Regions from separate parts of the Sus scrofa genome. Here region 2 is linked to region 1. A link is a contact called in public targeted proximity ligation data. All regions are on one chromosome and are shown on one strand. The core of a region is the stretch at or near the end of the contact, and the rest is flanking DNA. Distances in the headings are between cores, read along the strand shown.

Region 1 (6,571 bases), core at 2,837-5,336:
CAGGGATCAAACCCGCGCCACAGCACTGACAAGGCCAGATCCTTCACCTGCTGTGCTGTAATGCACCTTTAAAACGGGTTCCTGTCCCCAAGGCCTTGTCGCTCTTTGTACCCGCCCTCTGTGCCCCATTCTGTGGGGGAGGGGAGGCCCTGGCTCCACAGGCTTTGCTGGCCCAGCCCTGCGTGGGCACCACTGCTGCCAACCCGGGGTAACCTGCCTGCTGTGGCTTTAGAGACCCTGGGGAAGGTGGCCTGTCTACAGAGTGCAGACACCTTCACCCAACCCCTCAAAGGAGAGCAGAGCCTCGAGCCCTGGGAGCAGGGGGAGAATGGCCACCGAGCGGCCACGGCTCGTGTGGGGGGAAGAGGGTCTCGGCCAGGCCAGCACCCCCGCAGCGCCGAGCAGCTCGTGAAAGAACCCACCCGACGGGGTTTCCTGGTGAGCCCAGGACACCCAGCCCCGCCGCCCTGTCAGTCACCTTGCAGGGCCTTGAAGCCCTGGAGGGGGACCCGCGTGGAGCCGGTCACGAACTGCAGGAGCCGGGCCCTCCGCTCCTCGTCGAAGGTCTCCACCGCCTGCCAGAACCACCGGACCACGTTGCTGTCAGCCCCGCAGTGCTTGAGCCGCGTGTTGGACTTCCAGTCGTCCAGGTCGATCTTGTCCAGGCCGCCGATGATCAGCTGCGAGGGCGGCCAAGGCAGGTTACCTCCCCACGCGCACACCAGCAGGCCGCCAGCCTCCCGGGACACGGAGAGTGACACACCACATCCCCACAGACTGGACACATGCTGACGAGCCGGCAGGCCCAGAGCCCACACTGCGTCTGCACCTCCCCGCTGGCTGGCACCCCCACCACTCTGGTGTAGCCACCGATGCAACGCTTCCCTGCAACCAAGTCTGTGTGTGTGTCTGCGTGGCACTGGGGCGGAGCAAGGACCACAGAACCAGCCTCGGAAAGGCCGCACGAAGCCACCTGTAAAGGGGCGCCTCACATGACCCTGCAGACACTCAGGGGTGCGTGGGGTTTAAAGTCCTAAGAAAAGGGACCGGGGCTTGTTCCTGAGACTTACTTTAAAAAGTCCACTCCCTCCGGGGAGGCGCCTGGGGACCCAGGGTCCTGGCACCGCACTCGGGGCAGAAAGACGGGTACAGTTTTGAAGACCCGCGCCCCTTGGCCCCAGAGACCCATCAGACATGAGCGAGTTGCTCTGTCCACACGACGAAGAATTACAAAGGACAGTGAGTGACACTCTGTTGTGAGCCTAAAACTAGCCAGAATCAAAGCAGCAAGCGGACGTGGCGGGAGAAGCTGGTCTTGACAATTCCCTGCCCGAGGTGACTCCTCGGCTGCTGGTGATCCTGCGAAGCAGGCTAAGCCGCAGACCATGGAGAACCGTGTCCCAGGAACTATCCAGAAGCCCTGCCGCCCAGCAGGCCCGGGGGCCTTGTCGTCCCCTGGCCCTGCCTCTGCTCCCCTGGGGTCCCGGGGCCCCAGGCCTGTGGGGAAACGGCTGCCTCACTCGGCGGCTGCCCCCCTCCCCACACCGGGCTGCGCGGCTGGCACGCACCTCCAGCTCCTTCTGGTCAAAAGGCTTCAGTAAGTGCTGAGGGATGAGTTCATTAAAGCCTTTCTGAAGAGCTAAGAACTGGGCTTCGATTCCCCTCATAAACCTCCAGTTTACGTATAACCTGCAAGAGAAATGCACACGTGGGAAGCAATGTCAAACAGCCGGTCAACACAGCTGCTCCTGCCCCAGTCGGTTCTGCCAGCCACTGAATCCTGCCCCCGGGTCGGCAGCCCCCGCCTAAGAACCGGGTCAACACCACATCGGCCCCGCCCTTAGACGTTCTGCTTCGTGGCTTGAACGTAGAATCTAGGCTGACCTGCTACAGGTGCCATGACCTCGAAGCCTGAATAAATAACGCACAGGCCGCGGTGAGACCCACACACCAGCTGGAGTCGGGCGGCCTGGCCGCAGACACGCCCGTGCCCGTAAACCTCCCAGGCTGGTGACTGGGCACTTCCGGGCCTTAAGAGGCGGGAAAACAGAGCGTAGGCCTCCCCGAGGCTGATCTCGAGGAACCTTCCAGGCTTCCTCCTCCCCCGGGGGCGGCCCCCTCACACCCGGCAGGTGCCGGTCACGGGACACCTCCCCGCAGTGCTGGGGTCGTGATCTCCCCGTAACAGCTCGGCCCCCGGGGACGGGGACGCGGGAGCCCCTGCACTCGGCGCTCTCCCCGTCGGACCCAACGGCTTCTGCGAGGCTCTGCGGCTGCTGCCAGGCTGGTCGCAAGGGCTGGGACCCCGGGCCTCGGCCATCTCCGCGCCGCCCTCCCCGAGCCCGGGCCGCCCGCAGCAGTACCGCACGTATTCCTTCTTGTTCTCCTCCGTGACGGGAACGTTTCTGCCGTTGGGTTTCAGCTCGTGCTGCAGAATCCTCCCGAAAGCGTTGTGCTCCACGCAGAAGGTGTGGTCCAGCACCGGCGTGATGTCGTTCTCCCTGTGAGGCCGCGGGAGAGCGAGGGCGTGAGGCCGTGGCCACCGCCCAGCCGCCAGGGGAACGGCGCTCGTCACCCGGCGGCCAGAGCCACAGAGCGCGCGCGAGGGCAGCCGGGCCCCGGCCCTGGAAAGAGCCCCCGGCCCGAAGGACGTGACGGTAGGGACACGGCCCTGTGATTCTGGGGGACGTCTCCGTGCAGACGAGGGGAGCAAGCCGGAAACACCGCACCCCTCGCCACAGCCTTTTCAGGGGAAGGGCCGGAGCCGCCTCGGACCGTAGAACGGGCTCCGTAACCCGCTGTGTTTGCTCGAAATGCAGACGCAGAGGATTTGCACAGGGTGAAGCCCAGACCCCGCCACCGCCGAGCCTGCAAGCTGGGACACGCAGAAGGAGGCGGCTGGACGCCCGCGGCGACAGGGGCCTCAGCGGGTCCCCTTGTGCCAGAGCCTGGGCCCCGTGCTCCTGTGACGTCGGCTCCTTCACGAGGACCCACGACAGCTCCAGGGCCCCGGGCACTGGGCCTGGTCCTTTTAAAAGAGTTTTAGGACCATCCTAAAGCAAAAGCGACTCAATGTGAGTGGGGATTTATTTTAACATGTCCTTGGCCCCTCCAGAGATGAAGTGGAGATCCCTCGAGGGTCACGGGCCAAGCAGCCGGCCGGCCCGGGGTTAACAGGCGGATCGAAACCGCCTAATCCGAGGAAACAGCAGAAACACTTGCCGGTGAGGAGAAATCAGCCCAACGCTACGAGGAGTCAGTACTTCCGTGAAGTCTGCTTTTACGTTCCTGGTGGTTGGCTTCTCCTCTCCAGTTTCACGCCCAGCCCCAAAGTACATGCACGCGTGTGGGCACACACACAGAAAACAAGTGTATCCGGCACCCCCGAGACGGCCGCCGCCGCCGGAGTGGCAGCAAACCGCTTCAGTACTTACAGAATCCACACTAAGCTCTTGTGCAGTTCTGGGTCCACCGACTCCAGGTCCGAAAGCTGGATGGGTTTCCCCAGCAGCTGCTTGTAGAAGGGAACCGTGAAGCCCCCGTTGATGTAGTGCCCGTGGAACACAGCCAGACCCATGATGCGGCCCACAAAGTGGAAGTAAGACAGATGGTCCTGCAGGGGGCAGCAGAGAACAGCCACGCGTCGGAAAGTGACAGCGAGGTGGCCGGCTGGCTGGCTTCGCGGGAGAAAGTCCCGCGGGCAGCAGAGCAATTTCTTATGCCCTTAATTCAGACGCCTTCTCCGAAGAGCTACCTAACGGGGGGCAACCCAGGGCCAGATGAGAACGTACAAAGGACAATGCGAACATGGTGACGGCAGAGGAGGAAGCCACATGCGGGCAGGGCCTGGTGCTCGCGCAGGCCACACCCCAGCAAGCCACCGGCGTCTCCCTCCCAGGCAACCCTCTCCTTCCTCTGCCGTCCCTCCCCCGTCCCACAGAAAAAGGGGAAGAGAAAAAACCCAAAGAGGGAGTGACAGGGAAGGGACACAGGAAACGGGGAACAAGGGAAGTAAGAGAACCATTCGACCGCCAGCGCCACTCTGCTCTGTGACTAGGTAACCTCCTCTTTCTCGCTTCGGGTGGGAATGCCGTCAGCACACTGGTCAGCGTGCGCGTTGTGAAAGGTCCTGTCACAGGTGGATGCTGGCAGGGGCCGTGTGTCTGGCCAGGGCTGGTCACTTAGTCTCGGTGCTTCTTTCCTCATCTGCACCCACAGGAGCTGAGTGTGTCTCAGCACCGCGGACCAAAACGGCCGCTCACGGGAGTTCCTGCAGTGGGGCAGTGGGGGCTCAAAGTCCAAATGCAGCAGCGTGGGTGGCTGCTGAGGCTCGAGTTCAATCCCTGGCCTGGGGACTGCCTCGGAACAGACCTTTAAAAAAGGCCAATTATGGAAAACGTCTAATTTTGATTGGGAGGATGGACTCCATAACCCACTTCTCAGAATGACACCGTCAACAAATACAGCCGTCAGCCAGAGTTCCCTCAAACGGAGTCAAGTGCTGAGGTCTAGGGGCTGCTCAGTCTCACTCTCGTTCTCCTTGAAACGACAAACTCTGCCCCGGACCATGGGAAATACGGGGTTGAAACCATCCATGCCGGTCCAGCTCTCCCTCTGCCTGCTGATGCTCTATTTACCAGAGACTTTGAGTAAGGCTACAATGAGTAAGCCAAGAATGGAGATTGAAACTGAAAATCCATTTAAGAAATCCTCCAACTAAGTGTCCTACCTCTTCATTCCTTAATACTCACAGGGTTGATGGAAGAATCGGGGTTGATCTGCAGCATGTAGATGTTGTCGGTAGAATACTGGAAGAGGCCGTAGTACGGATTCAGCATTTCATGGCACAACAGGTACAGCCACTCCCTGCAGACAACAGCAACACCACAAATGACACCTTGCTAGTTTGAGATCTTAGCGAAACGAATGAGCCACAAGGCCCTAGAACACCCAGCTTGGCGAGGCTCCCTGGCGCCCAGAGAATGGGATTTCTAGAGATTGGGCACCTAAGTCTAATGAAGGAAAAAACTGCTTCTGGGGCTGTGAGAAATGGCTTTTCTGGTCGAAACTCCAGCAACTCTGAAGTTCAGAGACAACCGTGGTTGCCCAGGATCAGACCAGCTTATAGGCGCAGCGCTCCCTGCAGTCTGTGGGCCTTCTTACACCTCAGCTAAGGTGCCCTCTGCTACTTTGTGAAGGTCAAAGTCTCAGTGAGGATATTAATGATGTGGTCGTAACCAACAAAAGTGCAATGATTCTACTTTTATTTGAAAAAGTGTGTGCACATACACACACAACAGAAAAAATATATACACAGAGCATAAAAAAAGCTAGGGATTTACACAAACATGCTGACAGTAGCTAACTTGAGAATTAGCATTCTAGGCATTGCCATTTTTTTCTTCTTTCTCTAGTTTTTAAATTTCTGATCGTAACATGTTATTAATGTTTAAGTAAAGAGAAAACATTTCCAAAGCTAGGGAGGCAGGGGTTATTTAACAACGACTGTTGCCCTCACAATTTTCTGTCCTGTTGAATGCTTTCTCTTTTTTTTTTTTTTTCTTCTGTCATAGGCATTGGTCACTTTTATATTTAAAAGTTTCGTTTAAAACTTTAAACTACTAATTCTAAGAATTTTAAAATCTGGATGAGGTATATCAGAATAGGTTATTTTCTGAACTCCTTTACGTTTGAATCATTTCATTATTTAAAAAGTCTCAAATCAAAACCAATCAAACACAAAGCACTCCAAACAGAATCTGTATGAGTTGACTGCTGTGCTCAGGCTGGGCTACACCTGGGTATGGGGCCTCACACACGCTGGGGAGCCTTTTATTCTTTCTGCTCAAAACGCCTTCAGATGGACAGATCTTCAGATAGCAGCCCCAAGTTTTATTCTGGAATTTCTTATTCTTTCAAATAGAAAGGACAGAATTGAGAAAATACCAAAGGATGAGCACAAATGCACATAATCTGAGAAAACTGTGGAAATACACCCAAAACGCTCACAGCAACGCAGAGTGGGGATCCAACTCAAAGAAGAGGAAGGAAGCGCCGGCAGCGATGAGACGCCAACCCCGGCGACGCCGCTTCCCCAGAAAGGCAGGCGTCCGTCTCGCGGGCTCTGCCTCATTCTCCCCCAGAATACGAGCCCGTGTCTGGCAGAGCTGTGGGCGGGGTGCAGCGCAGGAGCAGGTTCTGGAAGCCAGGCGTGAGCCAAGAACCGGGCAGGACGGAGAAGGGAACAGGTTCGGAGCCAAACCCCGGGGAGAGCGGACTGATCCCGACCTGCCACCAAGGGACACGGGCCCGTCTCTCCGCAGCCCCCGAGACAGACGTGACCCCTCAGACGGAGGAAGCCTCGGGGGCAGAAACTGCCACGCGAGATGAACCCGGAGGCGGAGAGGCAGGGACGCACTGCGCCTCCCACTGTGGTGTCACGTCAACCCAGGGAGCCACGCAGAGCCATGTCCCCGCCGAAGGTGCCACGGCCACGGACAACGCAGGCCGCGAACCCGTGCCACACCAAGCCCAGCCGAGCTATTCGCACGCGTGCCGCGGAAGCCCTGAC
Region 2 (5,943 bases), core at 2,803-5,302, 76 kb after region 1:
AGATCCGAGCCGTGTCTGCAGACTACACCTCGGCTCACAGCAACGCCAGATCCTTAACCCACTGAGAGAGGCCAGGGGTCGAACCCACATCCTCATGGATACTAGTCGGGTTTGTTACCACTCAGCCACAATGGGAACTCCAAATTCTTCATTGTTTTGGATTAGGCAATGGTTCCTTAAATATGACAGCAAAAGCACAAATAATAAAATTTTTAAAGATAGTTAAAAACTTTTGGGCAAAGGATGCTATCAAGAAAATGAAAAGACAACCTACAAAATGAAAGAAAATATTTGGAGGCGTTCCCATTATGGCTCAGTGGTAACAAAGCCAACCAGTATCCATGAGGATACAAGTTTGATCCCTGGCATTGCTCAGTGGGTTAAGGATCTGGCATTGCTGTGAGCTGTGGTGTAGGTCAAAGACACGGCTCAGTTCCCACATTGCTGTGGCTGTGGCACAGACCAGCAGCGGTAGCTCCAATTTGACTCCTAGCCTGAGAACTTCCAGATGCCGTGGGTGCGGCCCTAAAAAGCCAAAAAAGAAAAAAGAGAAAAAAAAAAAAAGACAGAAGAAAATATTTGCAAATGATGTATTTGATAAAGATCTAGTATCCAGAATAAAAAACTCTATCGATTCAACAAAAAGACAAAGCAATTAATAGACATTCCTCTAAAGAAGATATTCGAATAGCCAAGAAGCACGTGAAAAGATACTCCACATCGTCAGTCATTAGGGAAATGCAAATCGAAACCACAATAAGATATTACCTCATATGCATATTTACATATGTAATTACATATTACACATGTAACAGTAACTTTTAAAAAACGGAAAACAGCACATGTTGGCTAAGATGTGGACAAACTGGAACCCTCCAACAGCGCTGGTGGGATGGTAAAATTACGCAGCTCCTGTGGAACAGTTTAGCATGTTCCTTAAAATTTAAACACAGAATTCCACATGACCCAGCATTTCTATTCCTAGGTATATACTCAAGAGCACTGCTGTGGTCACACAACAGCAGCATTATTCACAATAGCCAAACAATGGGAACAACCCAAACATTCCTCAACTAATGAATGGATAAGTAAAATGGACCTTATTCATACAATGAAATATTAGTCTGCCAGAAAAAGGAGTGGAGTATTGGTGCCTAAGCATGAATAAACCTTAAAAATATTATGCCAAGGGAGAGCCAGACACGAAAGGCTGCATATTGTACGATTCCACGAAATGACCTTAATAATAAGCAAAGTCATAGACAAAGAGCAGATTAGCCGCTGGCAGGGCGAGAGGGAGGGGAATGGAGCGTGACTGCTTAATGGGTATTGGGTTTCTTTTCGGGGTGATGAAAACATTCTGGGCTTAGCGGTAATGGTTGTACAGTACTGGTCATGTACTAAAAGCCACTGATTCATACACAGTAAATTTTACTTCAATTAAAAAAAAAAAAAAGAATGAAGCAGCTCCATATATACGGATACGGGAAGCTCTCCAAGAGGCATTATTTAGTGAAAAAAACAACACAATACGGTCTCCCTTAAAAAGGGGGGCTGTGGGTAGGGGCAGGGCCGAGGAAGGACGTACACATAAGCATTTAAATCTAATGAATCTTTGTAAAAATTCACAAGAAATCATTACTGATGAACTGTCTCTGGGGAGGAGAACTTGAGCACAAGGGAAGGTGTGAAGAAGCTTCCTTTTCAAAATCAGCTATCCTGTTTTTTTTTTTTTTTTTTTTTTTTTTTTTTTTTTTTGCTTTTTAGGGCTGCACCCATGGCATATGTTAAGTTCCTATAGGCTAGGGGTCAAATAGGAGCTCAGCTGCCGGCCTATACCACAGTCGCAGCAACGCAGGATCCAAGCCACGTCTGCAACTTACACCACAGCTCATGGCAACACCAGATCCTTAACCCACTGAGTGAGGCTAGGGATCGAACTTGCATCCTCATGGACACTAGTCAGGTTCATTACCACTGAGCCACGGCAGGAACTCCAAATTTTTTAGCAACTAAGTATGTTTAAATTAAGGCATGTACAGTGCTTATGTAGAGCTAATGCTATTGCATACTTAATAAACTCACGGATGCCGGTTGGGTTCATGAACCACTGAGCCATGACGGGAACTGCCGATCTTATACAATTTAAAAGTGCATCGTGTACACATTACCTCCCCCCAAAAGAACCCCAAATTAACTTTCAAAACAAATAAATATTTACATAAAGGGGTGGTTTCATCATGAAAATATGCTCATGGGAAGGTCGCTGATCCACGCTAGGGGGAAAAACACTGGGAATGAGATTCTACATGGGGTTATCTAACCGATATTGGAATAGTTTTCCCAAAGAGTGTCATTCCCCAAACAGAAGATTGCAGAAACTGCGTGATGCTTGCAGGAGAAAATGAAAGGCTGTCTGAGTGTGTGACCACAGGCCACTCCTGCGAGCCATCCTCAAAACCCTGACTCCCTGGGGGCTAGCCCTGGGTTCCTTCCTCCCACTAAAGATCTCTCCAGACTGGGACCTTGGGGCAGGTAAAGGAGTTCTCCGTGTCGACAAGAGCCTTGGGAGTGCGCTGGTGGCACGGCAGGTAAAGGAGCCGGCACTGTCACTGCTGTGGTGCGCGTTCCATCCTTGACCTGGGAACTTCCGTATGCGGTGGGTTCGGCAAAAAAAAAAAAAAAGCCTTGAAACCCCTTTTCCGAAGAAAGACAGAGATTGTATGAAACACTCATGGTTACAGTTATAGTCCAGAGGCCTATTTTCAATTTTCTCTTGACTCTGAAGATTGTCCGACTGTATCACTAGCCCCCAAATTCAACCTACTGCTTTAGTTCACGGCTCATGAGTCTCCAGGTACATTTATCGGTGTCAGACAAAAAGTGCGAGCGCATCCTTCACCACCTACCACCTAGGACAGCTTGCTGGCCCCACACTCCCTTGGACTCATGGCTGTTTCCCACTTCTGTCAGATTGCCACCAAAGCCATCTCTCCCGACCTGTAAGGTCATCACAGAGGCCACTAGTGATTCTGGCTACAACGGCAGAGCCTCTGGGGGCAGCTGGGCGGGCGGGCAAGCCGGTCCTTCCTGCCCTGCTTCTTTATTTCCAGGGCAGAAAAAAATAACAAACCTGGAAGCCCCATGCAGCAGGGGCTTTTGTAATCGGTGACTTCATTTAAGGAAGTCTTCTATGAAACCTCTGAAAAGCACCTAAATTTAGATTGAAGTCTTTCACCATCAATGCCAGCCTCTTCAGCTCGGGAACCCACACGCCCAGCAGCATAGTGCGGTGGGGGCGGGCACAACTTCCCGACATATAAATGCGCCCTCACGGAGAGAAGTGAAGCTGGCACCGTTCAGCCCAAAGACATTTTCTAGAATACCACCACCATCGCAATTCCCCACAAAGGGGCAGCGGCTACAAAAACGTCGAGGCAAAGAAACAGTGCAATAAGGGAGACAGGTCTTCTTCACGGGTAAGACAGCAAGGAACTGCCCCAGGGACTAGGATGCCTGGAACCATATCTGCTGGCATCGAGGTACTGAAATCAACATACTGTCTAAAAAAAGAGTTCTCCAACCCTGAGTCAGACAGGAAGGAAAAGCCCCCTACTTACTTACCAGTACCATGTCCCCAACACCTTACTCTTCCCACATGTGTCAACTTAGACCTTGAACTCTAAGATGATAAGAGTCACAGGGAAGGGAAAAAAAAAAACAAAAAAACCCCACAACTGGTGTGACTTGAGATGAACGACCAGTAGCAGGGAGCTAAGGCTCTTTTCCATGCCTTTTTTTTTTTTTTAACCTTGAAGAGCAAGGCTGAGCCATGTTAAAGTGAATCTTACCCAATGTTCCATTCCCAAAATAAAATTAAAATATTATATTTAATTTTAAAATTAACATGTAACCGCCTCATCCTACTTCATACGCCAAAACTGGTTCTATTTTGCAAGCCCCATCTCCAGACAGATTTCAGCAGATAACTGGGTAAGAGACGGACGGGGAGTGAGACTTCCTCTGTGCCTCCAGACTCGCATCCTCCTCTGCTCCCCACCCCCAATCAGCTGGGAAACATTCCCAGATTCTTCTCAGGCTTGGTTTGGAAGTAAAGCTCAGCCTTGATAAACACTCAACCCAGGAAATGCTTGGGATCGCAGCCCACTTAGAAGGCTCAGTGTGTCCTTTCCCAGGAGGTCTCTCCTCAAGCTCCACTCGACAGGCGGTGTGCGGGTTTCACATTTTCACCGAGACCTCCTGGCACACGGCTGAGATACAATCAGGCTGGAAACTGTACAAATGTACAAATGGTGGAAGGAGGCGCCACACCCAAGGAGAGCTCCTCAGACTTCAGGAAAAAGGGTCCAAGAGAGCTCCCAGCAGAATCGGGGGACAGGGAGGGAACGGAGTCCCCACCATCTGTGCCAATGGGCATGTTTCCTTTATGGTGTCCCCTAAGCAGCGGCGGCGTGACAGGACACGATGACAATACTAGCATGACCCGGTTTTCGTATTTCTGAAATGCTCAAGTCCTGGTCCCTGCACTCCTAAATAAAAGGCGGACTCCGTCACACTGGCAAGGACCACACATCCTTTTTACACAACCATAATTCCACTTCGTTTCTCTCGTGTTTGCTTTCAGCCACCTCTCGTGCTGTGTTTGGGTCTCTAAGGCCCAACAATGATCTGTACTAGCAAACTCTCTTCTCACCTTGGTTCACACATCAAAGACAGACGACGTGCGACCATAGAACGCTCCACCTCAAAGTGACAACTGGCTTCATGACACTGAGTGGAATGTCAAGTTCCTCCACAGAGAGAGGGTGGCGGGGAGACCCCAGGACCAAACCGAATAGAAAAACAACCGGGAGTGAGCCTAACCCCAAACCTTCCATTGTGAGCTTTTGGAAGTCACCAAAATTTTACTTTTTTTAATGGAATCATAGTAACAGAGTAATTTCAGTAATATATGTGTGATAAATAATAATTAGGCACCATTTATTCTGCTGTTTAGGAAATAATCAATAGGGGTGTAGGCCTCATAGAAAACAGCTAATCAAAAATAAGCCGTAGGTTGGTAAGAGGTGGTGGAAATTCGGGGAGAATGAATCCCCCCTTTCCTTTTTATACCGTTAGGTATCTGTGCCACAATAACGCTGGCACCACTTCCCCTCCAACATAACAACCCTTGACGTGACTGCTTCCTGGGAAGGCTGACTGAATGTGAGAACTCCTTGCAGAATGATGTTTAACAAAGACTTTAACTTGGAGACAAAAAGGCAAAGAACTGGATTCAGATACACTATCGACATATAACGTAAGTTGCAAAGCCACAAAGCAACCACACCTGAGTCCACCTGCAGGACCCTCGGTGAAGGCTTAGGCAAGGGAGCCCGACCAGAGGCTGGGCTCCTGGCTGCTCCACTTCTTCCCTGCAGCCACTTCAGGACGTGGGTCCTGTCTGAGGTTTACAGATGAAAGGCACGACTTGCCCAAGGCCACTGGTATGTGGCAGAACTGGGTCGGCTGACTCCACTGCCTCCAAAATGGGTCAGGAAGAGCACCTACCTGCTAAGCGTTCTGAGAAGAGGAAACAGAACACATGAAAACTGCTTAGCACAAGGCCTGGCAAGGAATAAAAACATCCGGAATGGACAGATATCTTGGTTATTCGTGCCGAAGCTCCTGAGCAGCAAAGCTGGAACTGAAACCCAGGTCAGCTGGGCTCTGAAACCCGTACCCTGCGCACAGGGCTCTCCTTAGCCCTGCGGCACGCAGTCTGCTCACCTGACCTAGTTTCTATAAAAAATGGCCAAAGGACAGAAGAGGCTCTCTGAACAATGACGTCCTAACACACAAGCTTTAAAGCCAGCACTTGGCAGACTCTCATTCTAGAATATCTTTGGGGAGATTCCAAACGTTGAGCGTGAAAGTTGCACA

Evidence for each region.
Region 2: a targeted proximity ligation map of alveolar macrophages shows a contact between it and region 1. A contact is called at or near these places in 3 of 47 Hi-C or Micro-C datasets (fetal skeletal muscle, heart right ventricle and retroperitoneal adipose tissue) and 1 of 2 datasets of targeted methods (alveolar macrophages).

What each region holds. Positions count from the first base shown.
Region 1 is chr3:6,042,320-6,048,890 of Sscrofa11.1, forward strand. SMURF1 (E3 ubiquitin-protein ligase SMURF1) reads right to left here. Exons shown (of 18, transcript XM_021086117.1): 12 at 4,752-4,866; 13 at 3,435-3,613; 14 at 2,364-2,501; 15 at 1,569-1,689; 16 at 479-680. Among named protein-coding and RNA genes, the nearest start is that of SMURF1, 97 kb to the right of the region's middle.
Region 2 is chr3:6,118,214-6,124,156 of Sscrofa11.1, forward strand. All of the region lies in intron 1 of SMURF1 (E3 ubiquitin-protein ligase SMURF1), which reads right to left. Among named protein-coding and RNA genes, the nearest start is that of SMURF1, 21 kb to the right of the region's middle.